Regions from separate parts of the Mus musculus genome. Here all the other regions are linked to region 1. Evidence: chromatin contacts called from public promoter capture Hi-C data. All regions are on one chromosome and are shown on one strand. Each heading gives the region's core, a stretch centred on a gene start, on an enhancer-like site or on the middle of the called end of the contact. The rest is flanking DNA. Distances are from core to core; before and after follow the strand shown. Region 1 holds the start of Gabbr1 (gamma-aminobutyric acid (GABA) B receptor, 1). Region 2 holds the start of Trim15 (tripartite motif-containing 15). Region 3 has its middle 15 kb from the start of Olfr97.

The links. Promoter capture Hi-C pulls out the DNA fragments that hold promoters and counts their contacts. Capture Hi-C pulls out chosen DNA fragments and counts their contacts.
Region 2: a contact with region 1 is called in a promoter capture Hi-C map of adipose tissue. The contact joins the promoter of Trim15 here to the promoter of Gabbr1 in region 1. A contact is called at or near these places in 14 of 39 promoter capture datasets (the 3T3-L1 cell line, 3T3-L1-derived adipocytes, the HPC-7 cell line and 10 more), 1 of 484 Hi-C or Micro-C datasets (embryonic fibroblasts), 11 of 115 datasets of contacts at active chromatin or transcription factors (CD8 T cells, acute myeloid leukemia, embryonic forebrain and 5 more) and 4 of 9 other capture datasets (adipose tissue, embryonic stem cells, liver and 1 more).
Region 3: a contact with region 1 is called in a promoter capture Hi-C map of second pharyngeal arch cranial neural crest. The contact joins the enhancer-like site here to the promoter of Gabbr1 in region 1. A contact is called at or near these places in 9 of 39 promoter capture datasets (the C10 cell line, cranial neural crest, embryonic stem cells and 5 more), 2 of 115 datasets of contacts at active chromatin or transcription factors (embryonic stem cells and pancreatic cancer cells) and 3 of 9 other capture datasets (adipose tissue, liver and pancreatic islet).

The regions. Positions count from the first base shown.
Region 1 is chr17:37,044,549-37,048,565 of GRCm38.p6, forward strand. Gabbr1 (gamma-aminobutyric acid (GABA) B receptor, 1) reads left to right here and starts at 1,418. Exons shown (of 23, transcript NM_019439.3): 1 at 1,418-1,741; 2 at 2,147-2,228; 3 at 2,906-3,109; 4 at 3,873-4,017. The coding sequence starts at 2,147.
Region 2 is chr17:36,865,388-36,869,028 of GRCm38.p6, forward strand. It overlaps Trim15 (tripartite motif-containing 15), which reads right to left and starts at 1,800. Exons shown (of 7, transcript NM_001024134.2): 1 at 1,349-1,800; 2 at 918-1,013. The coding sequence starts at 1,714.
Region 3 is chr17:37,245,125-37,248,771 of GRCm38.p6, forward strand. No RefSeq gene overlaps it. Among named protein-coding and RNA genes, the nearest start is that of Olfr97, 15 kb to the left of the region's middle. Within about 2 kb of position 1,822, at least 41 of the 459 cell types and tissues checked have an H3K27ac peak or open chromatin away from gene starts, as enhancers often do. A contact at or near this core is called in second pharyngeal arch cranial neural crest, where this site is marked.

The sequences.
Region 1 (4,017 bases), core at 168-2,667:
TTTAGAACTGTGAGAGGGGGTGTACATATGGGTAGAACCTGTGTAAAAGCTGTCCTCCTGCCAGATAAGAGTTCTCTCTTTATCCAGATTTTCAGAAGTCCCCCAGGACATTCATGTAGGTAAAAACTTGTGTTTAATTATCTGAGCCTAGAACTTAATAGTCTTTTTTTTTTTTTTAATGGTCTGAATATGCAGCGAACTTTCTAGGAATGCAATTACAGTTCTGTGTGAGTTTAGGGAAGCTTGACTTTGCTACCAAGAGTTGCTCAACATTTCCTGAAGTCACTACATTGATGGCAACATGCCGGAGGTAGTTGAGTCACTGGCTATGCACCTGTATCAGTGTGTTGGTAGAAGTTTCATTTCTGTGACTCTAAGGAGAGGTGTAAGCATTTGCCTGCTTCGAGGGAAACGGCACTCACTCTAAAATACTGTTTATGTTGTAGCAAATTGCTATGCTCCTTCTTATAGATGGGGAAATATTTTGTTCTTTTTAGTCACGTGCATAGGGAAGTGATGTAATCTATGATTATTAGTTCGTGGTTTAGGAGTCATTACAAATACTTGTTCTAACATAGGGTTGAAGGTTGAGAGCCTTGGTTCTCCTGGGTCTCATAATACCTGCTTTCCACCCACCTCTCTGGAAGAACTAGCCAGCAAAGGAGTGCCTCCCCCAGCCCCCGCCACACTCCCTTTTTCATCTTTCTGTCCATCAAGTTATGGACAGACAATCGCAATGCAGGAGCTTTGGCTGTCAGACTTCTCTGTCAGGGCCTCCAGTTTACCCTTAGTCAAGAATGGCAGGTCTGGTCCGAGTGTTGATAATACAGGCTCATGCTCACGTAGAGGTTTTCTTTCTTTATGCCCTCTCCTTTCTCCATCTACCTCAGTATCTCTTCTGATGCCCCTGATCTCTTGCTCCCCGCCATAAGCTGGCAAGTAGCCTACTGCTGGACTAACGAGCCACCCGGGGCTCCCAGTTCTAGCTCTTCTATCCTATTTTTCTCCTAGTGCTCCCTCCACCATCGGCTGCCCTTTTGACCCTTGATTCTCCCTTCCCCTTCAAGGTCTGTTCCCCAGGCATATGACGTCTTCCCTCCTTACGCCAGGTCCAGATCTGTCTTCCTTTTGTACAAACACATCCTTTCTTCACCTTCATCCAGGCTCCTTGTCTTTGTGCCAGCTCCTCTGCTTTAGGCTTGGGTCCTATAACCCCCTACAGCCCCCCCTCCTGTCTCCATCAGTCTAGTCTGCGGGTCTCTCGGCAGCTCTTAGTCCCCCGCCTGCATGCGTGGTCGCCTATGTTCCCCTCCATCCTACCTCTACGCCCTCCCGCGCCGTGGGCGGTCTAGGGAGGGGCCGGGATCCGGGGCGGCTCCTGGGGCTCGGGTTGTGGGAGGCGCCCTCTCCGATCTCCCCCTCCCTTCCCCCCGCCCCGTCTTCCCCTGCACCCTCCTTCCTCCCTCCGCCCGAGAGCTTCCCCGGTCCCCGGCGCCGCCTCCTTCCCTCCCGGCACCGTGCTCTCGCGGCCGCCGTCGCCCCGGGGAAGGAGAGACGGGGGTGGGGTTTGCGGGTAGCGATCGCGAAGGGGAGAGACCCCGGCCGGGCTGGAGCCTGGATTCCTGTGGAAGAAGAACAGGGGGAGGGGAAGCTGGAGGACCGGGAGGGAGAACGGGGAGCCGCGGCCGGGCCTGGGCCCTTGAGGCCCGGGGAGAGCCGCGGAGCGGGACCGGCCGCCGAGGTAAGACCGGGGCCCCACGACCGGGGCTTGGCAAGGAGGCCGGTGGACGTAGGGTAGGGCCGGGGGGTGCGTGGGGTTCGGGTGCGAGAGGCGAGTGATGGGGTAGCGGGACCCCTGAGCGTGGGTAAGCTGGGCTAGCGCTAGCCACAGGGGCTGCTGAGAGGAGGTGGAGTCCCGGGAGGGTGGGGGGCCGAGGGAGGCCGGAGGAGGGTGGGGACAGGCGCTCTCTCCTCCTCTCCCCCCCAGCCCGTGCGGCTCCGCCCCCGCCTCCTCCGCGGGGCGCCCTTCGCGTCCCGAACCGCGCGGTTGGAGCCCGTGAGGTGCGCGGAGCGAGACCTGTCCGTCGGCTGGCCCAGGCCGCGGCCGGCGGGCTCCTCCGTGCCCTCACTGTTGCCTTTTCCTCAGATGCTGCTGCTGCTGCTGGTGCCTCTCTTCCTCCGCCCCCTGGGCGCTGGCGGGGCTCAGACCCCCAACGTCACCTCGGAAGGTGCACCCATCTCCGGCGCCCTGGACCTCTTCCACCCCACAGCTCGTTTCCTTGCACGTCTCCTTTCCTCATCACTCTTGCGGCAGGACCTCCCCCCGCCCCCATCCCTGGCATCCTGGTCCGCAGCCACTTCACAACTCCTGACCTCCTTTCTGTCACTCCGCATCACCACCAGCACCCATTTCCTCTACCTCACGTTGCTACACTACACCGTTTTTCTGTGACCCCGAATTATCTCAGCCCCACCTCCCTTTCCGGGCCCCACGTTACTACAGCGCCCCCCTTCCGTAGTCCACCTTGTTGCTTTGATGGGTTTGTGTGGTCCTTGTTCAGTGGGTTTGTGTGGTCCTCACCGGTATTCTCCTTCGGCCCTGTCCCTCATTTAAACCACCGAACATTATAGCCCTTAGGATTTCTTCTTAGATATTTGTCTCCATTATACTTCTTAACCGGTGGACTCTCGCACCAGCTTTAGCCCTAACCCACGACGCTGGGTTCTGCAGCTTGGGGTTCTTAACTGTTCCCACTCCCAGCTTCCAGTCGTGTGTCCCGTGTGCCCCTCCTTTTCTGTCCCCCTGCCCCAACCCCACCATTGACCACGCCCTGCTCTTCCCCCTTCCACTGCGCGCTGCCTTCCCGCTCCCACGGTTCCCCTGTGCCTCCCCATTCCCTCTCAGGTTGCCAGATTATACATCCGCCCTGGGAAGGTGGCATCAGGTACCGTGGCTTGACTCGCGACCAGGTGAAGGCCATCAATTTCCTGCCTGTGGACTATGAGATTGAATATGTGTGCCGGGGCGAACGCGAGGTGGTGGGGCCCAAGGTGCGCAAGTGCCTGGCCAACGGCTCCTGGACGGATATGGACACACCCAGTCGCTGTGGTGAGTAGCCTGGGAAGCCACCCACCATCCCTGCCCCCTTCCTTCAGGCCCTTCCATTCTCAGTTGCAGACCATCCTTAGTTGTTTTGCAAGTCAGCAATTTAAATCCAGTGGAACCAAATTCACAAATACGTTTAATGAATGAGTACTATGTAGGAGGAGGGGTGTTGCTGTGAGCAGCTAGTGGGAGGAAGCAAGCTAAGCAGCCAGCACATTCACTTCATCGTCTTCATGAGGATACTGATCATTGGGTGAAATAACTTTGATTTTTCATCTGAGTTATCCTTTGAGGTTCATTAATGAGAGATTATTTTTTAAGTTATAAGACGATTTCATTACATTTTCTGACACCTTTGTCTCCCACTCAATGACCATATAAGCCAGTTTAGTAGTAGTATAGACCAGCCATAATAAGAAAAGCAAATCTGGTCTTGCATCCAGGTTTACGTCCATCCACACATTTCAAAGGCAGAAGAGTACCCACTTTACTGTGCTGTTGAGCAGTATCTGTTTTGTGTGCTTATAGCTCCATCTTGAGTTCCTACAATAGAAATGCTATTTTTTTTTTCTGATAGGAATGTGAATACTGGGGGGGGGGGTAGGGCTGGGGAGAACGGGGAGGTAGGGAGGCACAGACATTGCACACCTGATTTCCTGTGGAGCAGGATGCTTGTGAACCCAGACCCAAACCTAATTCTCTGTACTCCCTAGGGGAAGGATCCTCTACAACTTGCCTTTTTTCTTATTTTCCTGTCTCTCCACAGTCCGAATCTGCTCCAAGTCTTATTTGACCCTGGAAAATGGGAAGGTTTTCCTGACGGGTGGGGACCTCCCAGCTCTGGATGGAGCCCGGGTGGATTTCCGATGTGACCCCGACTTCCATCTGGTGGGCAGCTCCCGGAGCATCTG
Region 2 (3,641 bases), core at 550-3,049, 180 kb before region 1:
GGAACTCTTTAGAGTCACACTTAACTTAAAAAAAAATCCTTTCATAGCTATAATATTCTACTGTTTTAGTTTTCTTCTCTGTGCTATGATAGAACGTTGGCAAAAACCAAGTTGAGGAGGAAAGGATTTATTTCATTTTCTACTTTCACATCTCAGTGCATCACTGAGAGAACCCAGAGCAGGAACTCAAACAGGAGCCCAGAGGCAGAGGCTGTGAAGAAACAGCAGGTTCTCCGTGGCATGCTCAGCCTGCTTGCTTAGATTGTTAGGACCACGGACCCAGTGTAGGCTGGATGCTCCCAAATCAATAATCACGATGTCTCACAGACTTACCACATACAGCCAATCTGAAAGAAATGTTTTTCTCGGCTGATTTTTTGTTTTCAATTCCTCATTTAGGAAGGGTTCCCTCTTCCCAGATGACCCTTGCTTGAGTCAATTTGGCAAACAAACAAAAACAACAACAAAACTAACCACACAAAACTAACTACTATGTCTTCTTTAGACTCATGAATAACTGTTGTAATTTATTTTTTTTCTTGAGATACATGTCCATGTCTTATGCATTCTAGGCTGGCCTCAAACTCAATTCACAATGAAGTCAAAGATGACATTGAGCTTTTGACGCTCTTAACTCCATCACCCAAGTGCTGCAATTATAGAACACTCCTATTCAGTGCTGAGTATTGAATATAGGGCTCCATGTATTCTACGCAACCACTGTTCATACTGAGCTAGCTACCCAACATGTTAGGATGGTGGCACATGCCTGTAATTCCAGCACCTGTGGGGGCAGAGAAAATAGGATCCGCTAAGTAGTGACTTTGAGGCCAGTTTGAGCTACATGAGACTCTGTACCTAAACAAACAAACTGGAACAAAGGAACAGACAGCCATAGGTGTGTGTGTGATCTTTACCAGAACCTCCTGGAGCTTCTGGTCTTCTTGACATTTCCTATCTTCTATCTTGTCCCTCTCCATTCTTAGAGCTTCTAACCGACTCCTGAGACGATCCTGTCAGAAAAAAGAAAGCAGAGGGTCGGTGAATAATCCCACTGGCAAATACCGTGTGCTATGTTGTGGACACACCACCGAGGCTGAGAGATTCAAACTGACAAGAGTCCTAATCCTTGACCTTCATTGTATCACCATTTAGGGCAAGAATTGGGTTGGGTGGCACTATGGAGATAGAAAGTGTGTGGTAAGTAAGGTGTATGTGCCCGCAGGGAAACCAGGAGCAAAGAGGAGGACTGAGAGGATTTTAGACAGTAAATCTCTATCCCTTTTCCTTCACTCACCCACATCAGGTCACCATCCTGCCCCCACGAAGCAGCGCCTCAGCTCCTTACCCTGTAGGGTTGGATGGCTTCATCCAGGAACCCCACAGTGTGTGCCTGGTGGGCGGGGCCCTCCCTGCAGAACACGCAGAGCAGCTCCGCGTCTGTCTTACAGAAGAAATAGATCTTCTCTCCGTGCTCTTCACAGTAGGTCTCGCTCAGGGGACCTAGGGACACCGGGGCCACTGCGGCCTGGATTTTCTCCTCTTCTGCCCCCTGACAGAGAGGGCACAGCAGCTGGGCTCCCATTGGGGTGCGCGGGAGGCAGAGTAGGCAGACAGTGTGTCCGCAGGCTGTGGTCACCGCATCCTGCAAGGGTCGGGTGCAGACAGGACAGGCTACTTGGTGAAGTCCCCGCAGGGACCGGGTTGAGGGCATCACCGTGCCTTCCCCTGCCTGTCCACAGTCTTCTGACTCGGTCCACTCCAATTTCCTTTCCCTGAAACTGAGTCACTTTTAAGTGCGTCACTGTCACAGAAGCAAAGGAATCGGAGGCTGAAAGAAAGGCAGGAATGTCAGCTCAGCGAGGTCACCTGGCTGCCACGCCCAGAACCCAGCAGCTAAGCAGGTCCAAACTCCAGGGCGTCTTGACTACCCAGCGTTTCCCAGGGGCAGGCAGGTGACCTAGCTCTCCACTCCTGTCGCCTTCGGTCCCTTGGGTGGGGAGCAGCGTATTGCATCATGAGGTCACTTGGAAATGGGGTTTCCTGGAATCTCTTGGCTACAGAGAGGTGAGGCCATTGGGGAGGAGCCGCTTCCTGTCACGCTGGGCAGGTGAGAGCCATAGTTCAGGCTAGGAGGCTGGCAGTGGCATCAGAGTCCAGCCTGTGATGTTGAGACTGACCTCGAATTTCGAGCCCAAATGCACGTTCCCCTCGTCTGGCAATATGCACTCACCACCACCTCCACCACCACCACCACCACCCCAAGAAATTACTCCAGAACAACCAATTTAATAACAACTCATTGGGACAAGTGTGGAGAAAGAGATACAAATTGAAAGGCAAAGAGGATTTCTAAGGATCAGAGAGTTTGACAGCCACAAGACAGAAGGCATTGGGGTATTTGGATTCCAGCTCTTCCCAAAACTGGGTCAGAGATCAAGCCGCCAGGGTCCCTGGGCATTCTCCTGCCCTGTGGACAAGCTGCCAGGATCCCTAGGCATTCACCTGCCCTGTGGACAAAGCCAGACCCTCGTGCTCACCAGGTCTTTTTATCCCACCTATTTTCATGTTTCACACACCCCTTCTTCCTGCCCTACCTTCCCACTTGACAATGCATCCTTAGAACAGCTGTCTAATTATATGTGGTCGGCCCTGGCTGAGATGTGCTGTTTGTATAAACGATTTCACATCACTACAGAGACATGTGATATATCGCTAGTATTTCATGTTGACTCTATGCTCAAAAATATTTTTGGAAACATTGGACTAACTTAAATATACTACTAATATTTACTTTTTGTCTTATAATATTTTTCTCACCCTTATTATGAGAAACATTCAAATTTATTGATAGTGTGGAGAAATAGTGGCATGAATGCCTTTGTGCATTTTTGAATTTTGTAAGTATTGGGCCATCTGCTCTCTCTTCCATAAATACAACATATATCTCCTCAGAGTGAGGAATTCATCCACACAACCACGGTGTCATTAAAAAATTTAACATGGGCCGGTGTGATGCCGCATCAGGTAAAAGCAACTGCTGCCAAGCCAAAGACCTGAGTTCTAGCCCTGGGACCAACATGGTTGAAGGCAAGAACTCACTCCACAAAGTTGTCCTTTGATTTCTACATTTATGCCAGAATACGAGCGCGCAAGCGCGCGCACACACACACACACACCTACACATGCACACATGCACACACATATATACACATGCACACACACCTACACATGCACACACATACACACATATACACAGTAATAATAAAAACTATATAATTTAAAGAACTTTAGCAATCTATTAGTGAGTTTACTGTCAGTATTCAAAATACCCGGTTTCCCAATAATGTCCCTTTATATATAATTCTGTTCCATTGGGGCCCAGCTCATATTGGCAACCAGAAACATTTACATTGCATATATGTGACTTTCACTGATTGTTTTTTTCCTCAAGACACATTTCACGTAGCTCAGACTGGCCTCTGAGCTGCTATACAAGCAGAGGCTGGTCTTGAGGACTCCTGATTCTCCCATCTCTGGATAACAGGTGCTGAGATCACAGGCATGTGCCACCATGTCTGTTTGTCCTTTGGGTTTCTGGTAGACTGAATCTCCTGGAAGACACATAGCTTTGACTTGCA
Region 3 (3,647 bases), core at 572-3,071, 200 kb after region 1:
TGCTTCAAGCTTTTAAACACTGTGGGACAGAGAACATAGAGACTGTGGAAACTGATTTAGAAAAATTAATCAAAAGGAGTTATAATGACACTTCTCTTTCCTTTAATGTGACCAGTTATTCTGACTAAATCATTGACTAGTCTAGAAATAAATCCAATATTGGAGATTCCTATTATGAAGATAGCTTGAAATCTTTATTAGCCAGCAGAGTTAACTTGGAGCATAGCCTCCACTATTTACAAGAGAAGTAAGAGTTTTTTCTGTTGATTATCAAAGTCACCTCACCCACACTAGGTGCCAGGCTTGGGTCTAACCATTGAAAATTTGCAATTGAATTGAGTACCTGGAACATCCCCACAGACAACCTTAATCCTGTTGCTTTCAACTTTGACTTTGTGTTTCTTGCAGGTCGATTACCTTCATACAGGTTCGCCTTCAGCAAAGCGCAGATGGCAGTGATTCATCTCTATGAAGAAATGCATTGAGCGCATGCTGTGGCTTTGGTATGATTGGGAAAAAGGTGTGCAATGAGGGCCAGCAGCCAAAGGCGGGCCACTGGTCTATGGTTTTTATTTCAACCTAAGACAGGGGCATGTGTCAAAGGCTGTGTTTTTCTTAATAAACACTAAAATGTCATGTTTGTGCAAATAAACACAAACAAGCTGCATGTGTACTCTGAGATGGGTCAGAAAAAGGCCAATTAGATTCAGTGCTAAGACAGGCATGGCTGCGAGCCAACTTAATTCCCAGGCAGGACCATGGAGCATAAGTAAATTTTACGCCCCTGTCCAGCTATTTTTAATAAATAAAAAGGGAGGAACTGTACCCTTCCCCCAGCCTTGAGCAGGCTGACTCAGACCTGGCTTGCCACAGCCAGCAAGCCCACCTAGGGTGGAGTCCTCTGACCTAGGTAAAGTCTATTGTCATGCCACATCTACAGTTTTCCTCCAAGACACCTGTTGAGTAGGTGAACCTGTTCTCCTGACACTATCCTGACAAAGCAACAGGATCCTGGCTTGGTGGGGGATGGGTCCCCCCCCCCCCCCCCCGCCTTTATAAACTCAGACTCATAAGTAAACATTGGCCTTGATCAGAACTTTGTCTTGGCTTATTATTTCTCTCGCAGCCTTTCCCATCCAAAACCCCATCTTTTCTTTCAGGAATCCAGTACCCACTGGCTGGTGGTGGCTACAGGTACTAAATTCCCTAGCTGAAGACAACCTTGAACTCCTTCCAAAATCCTATATGTCCTGGAGACTGGGTTTATAAGTGTGTACCCCCAGGTAGGACCTTAACACTTCTAGCTTCCAAGTGTGATAATTATTGGTAGACCTAACTCATAAAAGTTATCCGTGGAGTCTGCCTGAGTCTTATTTCCAGCACTCATGTGGCAATTAATATGACCAGTAACGCCAGTTCCATGGTGTCAGATGCCTACTTCTAGCTCTGCTGTTACCAGACACTTATGAGGTGCACAGACATAAATATAAGCAAAACATCAGTACACATAAAACAAAAAAACATGTTTTGTTTGTTGTAGAGAACATACTGATCCTAGAATATTAGAAACGTTCTAGGAAACATGACATTAAGTACTCAGTGTAGGAGAACAGAGATCAAATCCAAGCCCAGTTTCCAGGTTTAACCCAGCATTGGAGATTCCTCCATTTCCTCTGAGGTTTCACTTCTTTGTAACTTTGTAAACTTTGTCAGGTACTTTTGCCTGGATACTGATGATGCTTCTGCAACTCTCATTATAATTGGCTGGCAGGTACTTAGCGAATCTAATCAGGGCTACGGGAAGGATGGGGTCCTCAAGCAACAGAGCTGTCCTGCAGATGGCGGTGGTGGCTTTGGCTCTTACCCAAACAGGTGCTGGTGAGTTCAGGGGTTGGAAAGGAAATAACCTCTAAAGGGAGAAACAAGGGTGTCGTGACCAGATTTTCGGGATCCCTTCTCCTCCTGGTCCTGAGTTCCACTCCCTGCCCCACCCCCAATCCATTGCTTGCCCACTGGCCCGGGGTTATCTGGGAAGGGTTCTGATGTTGGAATTTTCCCTGACTCTTCTCTGGGAAGACATTTGGACCACAATCTCAAATGACACAATTGTTTATTTTATGTTATCATTGTATTTTAATGTCTATCTATGAGTATATGATGTGGATACTTGGGTGTATAATGTAATTATGTCTTTAGTGCTTGTATGTATGTGTGTGTATATGCATGTAAGTATGCATGAATGTTTGTGTGTGTGTTTGCTTGTGTTTATATGTTTGTATGTGTGCATATGTGAGTGTATGTGTGTGTTTATGTGTATGTATGTGTAAGCCAGTACTGTGTATCTCCCTCTATCTTTTCTATCTATCTTCAGATGGGATCTTGCCAATTTGGTTAGACCAGCTAGCCAGTAAATTCCAGAGATTCTCCTTTTTCTGCTCTCCTGGTACTGAGATTATAGATTTGAATCAACCACATGCAGACTGAATATACACAGTTTAAACAATTTACATCTAAGTCACAAATAACTAAATCTTAAAGATCTAATTTCTAAAATTACAATTCTGGAAAAATATTTTTTGACTCATTTAAAGATGTTTAGTTACATTTTGAAGAGGTGTTTACTTAAGGTGTATAAAGTATTACAGAGACCACTTTATCCCATAAAATAGGTAATAGCATACTTGTTTGCATGCACAAGCACTTGTATACACAAATGAATGTCACAATGATGTATCATTGTGAGCAACATAAACTAGGAAGCAGTATCATTAACAAATGCTAGCCTTGCCTGAGTCTCGGTACTGACCATCTACTGTGCATGGGAACATGGGACAGAAAAGCCATAATCAGAGTGGAAGGTCCCTGCTGAGAACAGACACTCCAGAAAGCTTTATTATACTTCTTTCATATGTCATGTGTTTTATATCCTTCCCTGAGTCTGCAGTCCTAGTTCTAGCAGCTTCGCTTGGGCTAGGATTAAGGCTTTTGTTTTTGTTTTTTGTTTCGTTTTTTCGAAACGTATGTATAGCTCTGGCTGTCCTGGAACTCACTCTGTAGACCAGGCTGGCCTTGAACTCAGAAATCTACCTGTCTCTGCCTCCCAAGTTCTGGGATTAAAGGCATGTGGCTTAAGGCTTTTTTCATAGACCTTTATGGCCCTGCTGTCTTCCTGGCCTTTTACCCACTGTTTTCTTTCTGCAGAAGGAAAAATGCAACAGGTACATCCAGACTGCTAATAAGTATGATGGAATATGGTCCCTAATATGGAATAGAGTAGACAGGAGCCCATGGGGCAACACAACCAGCTCATCTTGTGGCATCTGATCAAGTCTCATTTGTTCTGTTAAAGGCAGAAACAGTGATTAAGGCTCTGATGCTTCTTTCACCATTTAGAAAGGTAAGTTGCCGGGCCTAACCTGTAGCATGTGGTGGAACAGAGGATAGACCCCAGGGTTATGGGGACTCTAAGCACTGGGGCATTTGGAGATGAGTACTTTAGTGTCTCACCACTCCCAGGGAATAGTCTGAATTTCTTCTATTCTCTTTCCCAAAGAAAGCACTGCCTTGTGTGGGACTGAATCAGGTTTTATTACCAGCACCCAGGCAGCAGTTCACAACCATCTGTAACTTCAGTTTCAGGGATGGGA